2 separate regions of the Zea mays genome follow, and region 1 is linked to region 2. A link is a contact called in public Hi-C data. All regions are on one chromosome and are shown on one strand. The core of a region is the stretch at or near the end of the contact, and the rest is flanking DNA. Distances in the headings are between cores, read along the strand shown.

Region 1 (3,992 bases), core at 359-2,858, 190 kb after region 2:
TCGGAGGAGTCACCGCCTCGCCCGACCTCGGGCTCGGACCGACCACGCCGCAGGGGGGTACATCATTACCCTACCCCTAGCTAGCTCAGGCTACAGGGAACAAGACCTGCGTCCCATCTGGCTCGCCCCGGTAAACAAGTAATGATAGCACCCCGCGTGCTCCATGACGACGACGGTTCTCAGCCCCCTACGGAAAGCAAGGAGACGTCAGCAAGGATCCGACAGCCCCGACAGCTGTGCTTCTACAGGGTTTAAGCGCTCCTCCGACGGCCACGACATCACATGAACAGGGCACCAATACCTCTCCGACAGCCACGTCGGCATGTACATAGGGCTCTGGCTCCTCTCTGCTAGACACGTTAGCACTTTGCTACACCCTCCATTGTACACCTGGGCCTTCTCCTTACATCTATAAAAGGAAGGTCCAGGGCCCTCGTACGAGGAGGTGGCCGCGCGGGAGGACGGGCTGACGGACAGGCTCTCTCTCTCGTGAACGCTTGTAACCCCCTACTGCAAGCGCATCCGCCCTGGGCGCAGGACAACACGAGCCGCGATTCCCTTTATTGTTCCCCCTTGTGTTCCGTCTCGCGCCGACCCATCTGGGCTGGGACACGCAACAACAATTTACTCGTCGGTCCAGGGACCCTCCGGGTCGAAACGCCGACAGATGCGTTTTTCTCCCGCTCTCGCTTAACAACTAGGTAAGTCTTATCTGTATCTTGTATATGCCAACCATACAAGATGCAACCACCACAAGTGTTTATATTAATCTCCAACTTCTTATCTATTTTTCTATCTCTACTCTCCTCGCTTAGATTCTTTTGCGATGAAGAGTTTATGGTTGTTTCCATGTAATTATTATGAACTAATATTTTATTTTACACCCGTTTGGTCTGTAGATATTGAAGCACATAATTAGGATTTGGAATAAGCTTTCCCAAATTTTTTTGTTTGGTTGCACATAGAATGAGATTTTAAATCAGAGGTTTTAAATTAGACTATAACTATAAACGTTTTAAATTAGACTATAACTATAAACCCTTTTTCCAATACAAAGTCTTACTCCTAGATATTGCGTGAAATTAGACCACATAATTTTAAACTCAAATTCAGTGACATCTAAACAATATAATTAGGATTGCATTTCATTTTAATACCATGCATGATTTGGTATTCAACTGAATTCAATTCCATCCTCTCTAACATCGACGTGCAAACTCATCGTATCGAATATTTAGGGTTTGTATCCGACGGTAAGCGGGTGAGATGTCATCACGAACTGTGCCGTCTTGTGGCTTATTTGACCGGACCCCACCTATCCGGCAGCCTATTTCACGCATGCTCCCCGTGACAATGACCTTGGCCGTGCCAGTTACAGCTACTCAAAACGATCTAGCCTCCACCACACTTTCTCGTTGACAACCCGGTCCTACAACCCGGTCCTACAACCCAGTCCTTCCCTTGCCCACACTCCGCAGAGCCGGTGGTCCGCGATCTCGAGTAACAAAAAGTAAAAGCCGCCTCTCTGCGGTGCCGACTATTCCCGAGATTACATTATTATATATATCTTCCCGCGCCCGAGATTCCCCGTGGATGACTCGCTGACATGTGGGCCCTCTCTGCGAACCTCGCCAGCACTAATCGAGCCGCCACTGGCAGCATCTGAAGAGAATAAAAGACAGCCCCACACGCAGCTCGAATCCCGGCACGTGAGCGGCGGAGGCAGGGACGGCCATGGCATGCAGTGGGTGCAGCTGCGAGGCGGCGGTGGGGGCGATGGCGTCGGAGGCGTACCTGGAGGGGGCGCCGGTGCGGGAGGCGCGGGAGCTGGTGGCGGAGCTCTGTCGGCACTTCTACGCGCAGGGATGGGTCACGGGCACCGGCGGCAGCATCACCGTCAAGGTCAACGACCCCACCGTGCCGCTCGCCGATCGCCTCATCGTTATGTCACCCTCCGGTAACCAGCGATTCACCTTGGATTCCTCTTCCTGCTTGCTTTTTGTGGCCTTGGGAGTGCTTGTCACCTGTTCGACGAATTGCCGCGTAGTGAGTTAGATGCCGCTGCTTTTTGCTACTGGAAAAAGAAAAGATCGCTGCTGTTACCCAAGAAACAATCGCTGCTGTTTGCTACTGGAAAAAGAAAAGATCGCTGCTGTTACCCAAGAAACAATCGCTGCTGTTATCCAAGAAACAGTCGCTGCTGTTGCCCAAGCTATGCCTCATGCCATATGTCTCCACGCTTCACGTGGAATCCCTCTGATCGGACTACTTTTATTGATCCGAATTATGTTCATGTTCTGACAATGATGAAATGCTATGAAATGGACTAGCTATGAGGCATTACCATATAAGGTTAACGCTTCAGGCCAAGTAGTTCTCAAGTGGAGGCGACTTTTAACTAAATTCAAGTTAAAATTTTTGAAACAACTGATGGAGGTTCTTTCGCTGGAAAAGGCCCAGAATGATGATGGGTTGCCATGAGACCAACTTAAAATTCCGTTTCACCAAGTTATAGCACACAGAAGTTTGAGTTTTTGAAGTATCCATTGTTTAGCTTATATCCCACTGCAGTCCAAGTTGAGCTCATGGTGTACTGTGCGCTCTGCATTGGGTTGTACTTGTACCACTGACACAATATCTCTTTAGATGTCCAGTGTTGGGATATCTTAAGCAGTTCAGGCTTTAAGGAATATACACAAGGATATCAATCAGGATCCTTATTTGTATGGTATTGCTGTCTAGTACCTTTACTGCTAGTTAGTGGGTCAAAATGCAGGTGTCTGAAAGGAATTCCAATTTTATACCTAATATTCTGCCAGAATAAGTAGCTAGTTCATTCCAGTGGCAATAAATGTGTTGACCTCTTTCAGGTGTGCAGAAGGAGAGGATGGTAGCAGAGGACATGTATGTGATGGCTGCAGATGGGAAAGTGCTTTCTGCGCCTGTAGCAAAGCCATGGCCAAACAAGCCTCCTAAGTGCACGGACTGTGCTCCTCTGTTCATGAAGGTTTGTGAATGCTCCCTCCTTTTTAATTTTTCTGTTGCTTCTGCTTGTTTTGATCTGAAAACTCTAGTTTCCTTTGGTGTTTTGAAGGCGTATCTGATGAGAGGAGCTGGGGCTGTCATTCACAGCCATGGAATAGAGACTTGCATCGCAACAATGCTCATCCCTGGTGCAAAGGAGTTCAGAGTAAGTCCCATTCCAAGTGTATTCGATCTGATTTTTAGATCAAACACATTCACCCGCCTTTATTAGAAAGGTTAACGAAAGCCCAGGATCCACCGCTGGGGATTCCAGCTTACATGAAGCAAGGATTACAGGTCTAGTAACAACCAGCACCGCTCAACTACAACCTTGAACACAAAAGAAAATTCCGCACAACTACCAAAAGTTTTGCCAAAACCAGCTAACTCAGACTAAACTGATACTGATCTTGTCTAACATTTCATTGGCCACTTCCATCGACTTGGGTTTGAGCAATGGACGCTAGGTCGTCAACATCATCACCATCTTGTGCATGATTGTTGTTGGGGAGGACATCAGTTTGTTGTTCGAGGCAACGTCATTCCTGGCCTTCAATCTGATTAAATTTGTGAAATAGGGTTATTAACATTTATGTGCTGATCTTTTAGGTGGCATTGAACAGTCCAATGATTTTTAAATCATATTCACAGCATACTTGTTTTTTGTTTCATGCAATTTATTTCAACGACAGCATGAAGTCGTAACATGAAAATGAATAATGCTACTTTTTGTGTGTGTGCATAGAATAAGTTCAACAGTGATTGCATGCATACATGCATGAGCTAGTTGGATTGGATCAGTGAGATCTGGATTCTGGACAGTGGCTTCATACAAATTCCCTGCATTCTCCATAGAGCTTAGTGTAACATTTTCTGAGAAGACACTAACATGTAATTATTTATCGGTAATATCACACCCTAGCTGGAACTTTGATTATGTACTATGACAGGATTTAGAAACTAAGGCC
Region 2 (3,909 bases), core at 549-3,048:
ATATGATTTCAAACCAAATTTTGTCAACTATAAAGTTTCATAACTTTTTAAGACCTAAAACTTTCATTTTGGTGTTTTTTTTTCCATTTGAGATCGTTTTGAAAATTCGAATTTTAAATTTTTAAAATTCTGACGTAGTTTTTGTGACAAGATGACTTCAAATTAAAAAGTTTCCAACTACAAAATTCTATAAATTTCAAAGATCTACAAAGTTTATTTTGGTTGTTTGATCGTTTATTCATCCCACATGTTGGTTCTAATATTATTCACAAATCTTATGCGTATCTCTTGTAATTTCATAAACTACGAGAGAGATATAGTTTTTATGAACAAATTTACTTTTATTTATTATATAAAGAAATGACTAAAATATAAATTGTACATCTTGATGAATTATATAAATTTGTAGTTGAAAACCTTTTCATTTGAATTAATTTACTGCTTCAAAATACGATTTTTTAATTGTCTTTGTCTAGTGTTGAAAAAAAATCGGCAAACGAAATCTTTGCCCAATGTTTTTTTACCGAGTGTTTTTTGTTCGGCACTAAGTAAAGAGTTTTTGCGGAATATTTGATATTTGATACTGAGCAAAGAGTTGATATTTGACACTCGTGAGTTTATTGATGTTTGCGGTTTTTAAGGTTAGATCAAATCTTGATCCCAACATCATTTTTGTTTTTTTTTTGTACCTATAAATTATTTGTGTACACGAAATTTGTTATCAAAGCATAACTTCCGGTGTCGAGCCAAGAAAATACACACCCCTCCATTTCTAAATAAATCAATTTCTAGAGTTGTCTTAAATCGAAATTTTGTTAGTTTATTTGATGATCCAATTCATTGAGAAGAACGTTAAGAATTATAACAACAAATTAGCAGCATCATTAGCTACACCGTAAAATACATTTTGATAATATTTCATATGGTATCATACACCAGCAAAAACATCTCGATCGGAACAAGGTTCGAGCGCTATATATGCTAAATGTGTCCGAAAAAGAAGAGTAAAGCAAATGTAGCGTGACCAAAAGTGAACCAACCCCTTATTCTATGCTCTTTGCTGTAAATTAAATCAAAGATATGTCCATACGTTCCCAAGCACTGCTAATTGCTAAACGCGCGAAGAACAGCGTTATATTAGGATAATATATATGTCCATGCATGCATGTGAACATGCCCGATCTGCTCTCAGCAGGTTGTATTTTCCGTACGCAATAATACTGTCGATCCATGCTCATGATAGTTACAAAAACGCACGGTGTATATATCTATCTAATTTAATTATTAAATATCATGTATCAGTATCAAGCAAGTGGAATAATAATGGTTAAGCGAGAAGCTCTCTGAAGCTACGTACCCGGCCAAGCAACTAAGGCCCCGTTTGGTTTGGTATAACTAAAGTTTAGTGACTAAAGTTTAGTCAATTTTAGTCTCTAAAGAAGTAAACATGATGACTAAAGTGAGTGACTAAACTTTAGTTCTTTAGTCACCAAGAGGGTGACTAAAAGGGACTAAAGTAGTATTTTTACATTATTTGCCCTCTCCACTTTCTTCTTATAGCAAATATCCATTAATTAATAGGGGTAAAACAGTCATTATTCATAACAATTAATGCTCTTTAGTCCGTTTTAGTCATTGGAAACAAACGGGTATTTTAGTGCTAAAGTTTAGTCTAGTGACTAAAGAAACCAAACAGGGCCTAAGGCACACGTTGTCCCAATCAGATTTTTCAGACGGGCGTGAGAAGAACGCGGGCCGGGGGAACTCAACAAAACCAAATCGTGCATATCTCCGGCAAGATCTTTGACTCGCGCGTAGCGTGCGAAAGCGACAGGCTCGCCTAGCCTAGCTGCAGGGGCCTTCAGTATAATTACAATTATCGCGTCGCTGACTTCATCAGGCAGCGAGCGCCGCCGGCCGATAATAATGCATGCCATCAGTTGTGGATTTGTGGTGCTAACTCAAAGGCCACTAACTAGTGTAGTGGACCGAGTTGTTGTTGTTGTTGTGTCACGTACGATGGCCATCAATCGATTGATGCTGCACTAAACTTGCAAGTCAAGAAACCAACCGCTCCAAGTTAAAGCAGTCCAATTTATTTACGGGCCGGGGGTGAACATCAGCTCAGCTCCGGTAGATTGCTGCAGTGGAGAAAGCTAAGTGAGGTTTCTTGTTTGCTATTTAATTTTCCTTGGTTGTAGATTACAGTTTGCTTTATTAGGCTTTAATTTGTCTTACTTCAGTAAACTTCTCAGCCTTCCGCTAGCTTGGGATGGCAGCGGGTCGGGTAAAGTGCGGGTAAGTCATTTACCCGCCCGCTAACATATCCGCGTCTGTAGTGTTTATCCGTGCCCGCGAGAGATTGCGGGTAAAATTTTCGACCCGTGCCCGTACCCGCAGGATATCCGCGGATATCGGGCAACCCGTTACCCGCCAGAAAATACCATAGAGTATGTGGTCATGTTCATTTTACCAAGAACACAACAACTTGACAGACATAATAATGACAAGGAACATAGTTCAAACTTAAAAGTCCACAAACATAAGTCTCAAACTCTTAAGATAATTAATTATTACAACACAATGTTTTAGGATAAAATGAACACATGGGAGATATTTTGATGGGCTAGTAAATTAAGCGGGTAACGGGTAATACCCGCGGGCGAAATTTTATATCCGTCAATTACCCGCGGGTGAGAAGTGTTGCCCGTATCCTTACCCATGGGCGAGATTTCTTACCCATATCCATGCCCATCGGGTACGAAACCCGCGGATATCCATGCCCGCGGGCAGAATTGCCATCCCTACCGCTAGCTGAGTTTTGTTAGATGGTTTGAGTAGCACTTGTCAGTTTTGTTTTTTTAAGTAAACTTCTCTGGTGATTTTTAACCAAGTCAATAGAAAAAACTATCAACATCTACATATTAAAAAAAAGATTACACTATCATGGATATTCACACGGTCTATAAATTTAATTATCAAACCTAACGGGCATTAACTTACGATCGATAAATTTAACCATCCGGATATCAACCGTGCATGTGTACAGATATAGTGGGGATTTATGATGAAGACACAAAAGATTCCAAAAAGCCATCAAACATAAACTATAACTATCTATATATAGATTCTTGCCTTTGTGTAAAATTAACTTGTGACACGTACTTGAGCAGACATGGATATACGTACAAAACTAGCTAAGATAGATCTTCCGTTTCACGCAAGACGATACATATATAGAATATAATAAAGGTAAGAAGAGCAAGCAAGAGGGTTTTTCCCTGTAATCATGTCAGCGTTGTTACCTTGAACCTCCGGACCGGCATGGTTGACGAAATATGCTGTATTGCTGTATACATGCGTAATTGAAGCATAACTAGCTAGCTAGTACTAGTAGTTGCTATCTATCACGTCCAGTGATGTGACTCGCTTGACTACTGAGGCGAATGAGTAATGAGTTAATTACCTTCATGTGCACATATGCTACCCTCGTTCTCGTGCATGCTTGGTTTTGTCTTGGTAGCCTGAGAGAGAGCTGAATTGGTTATATTGTAATATGTTTGTAGACTTTGATCATATCAATATCGTACTATGTTTGTAGTCTTCGTACTATTTCTAGACTTCAAATGATTCCCTATTTTTCTACAGTTTAAATTAAGTATTGAGTGTGCATATTATCATCACTACCGAACGCACTAGTATAATTTAGCTCTATACAAGCGGTAGGTTTTTTTACATCCCAGGCGGTTCGGATAGAAAACCGTCTGGGATGTCCCAGGCTATTCGGACCGCCTGTGATGTATTAGTATCACAAGCGGTCCGAAATACAAACCGCTTGTGGTGCTCGATTTGTTTCACAAACGGTCCGTAATGAAAAAACCGCCTGTGATGCACTATTCGTATCACAAG

Evidence for each region. Hi-C and Micro-C count contacts between places; a contact is called where the count stands out from the background.
Region 1: a Hi-C map of leaf shows a contact between it and region 2, with 7 times the contacts expected there. The contact joins the promoter of LOC100282341 here to the enhancer-like site in region 2. A contact is called at or near these places in 2 of 25 Hi-C or Micro-C datasets (ear and leaf).

The regions. Positions count from the first base shown.
Region 1 is chr4:20,361,206-20,365,197 of Zm-B73-REFERENCE-NAM-5.0, forward strand. LOC100282341 (Probable bifunctional methylthioribulose-1-phosphate dehydratase/enolase-phosphatase E1) reads left to right here and starts at 1,609. Exons shown (of 12, transcript NM_001155253.2): 1 at 1,609-1,957; 2 at 2,871-3,007; 3 at 3,095-3,190. The coding sequence starts at 1,735.
Region 2 is chr4:20,166,048-20,169,956 of Zm-B73-REFERENCE-NAM-5.0, forward strand. No RefSeq gene overlaps it. Among protein-coding and RNA genes, the nearest start is that of LOC100382739, 21 kb to the left of the region's middle. Within about 2 kb of position 1,799, at least 9 of the 20 cell types and tissues checked have an H3K27ac peak or open chromatin away from gene starts, as enhancers often do. A contact at or near this core is called in leaf, where this site is marked.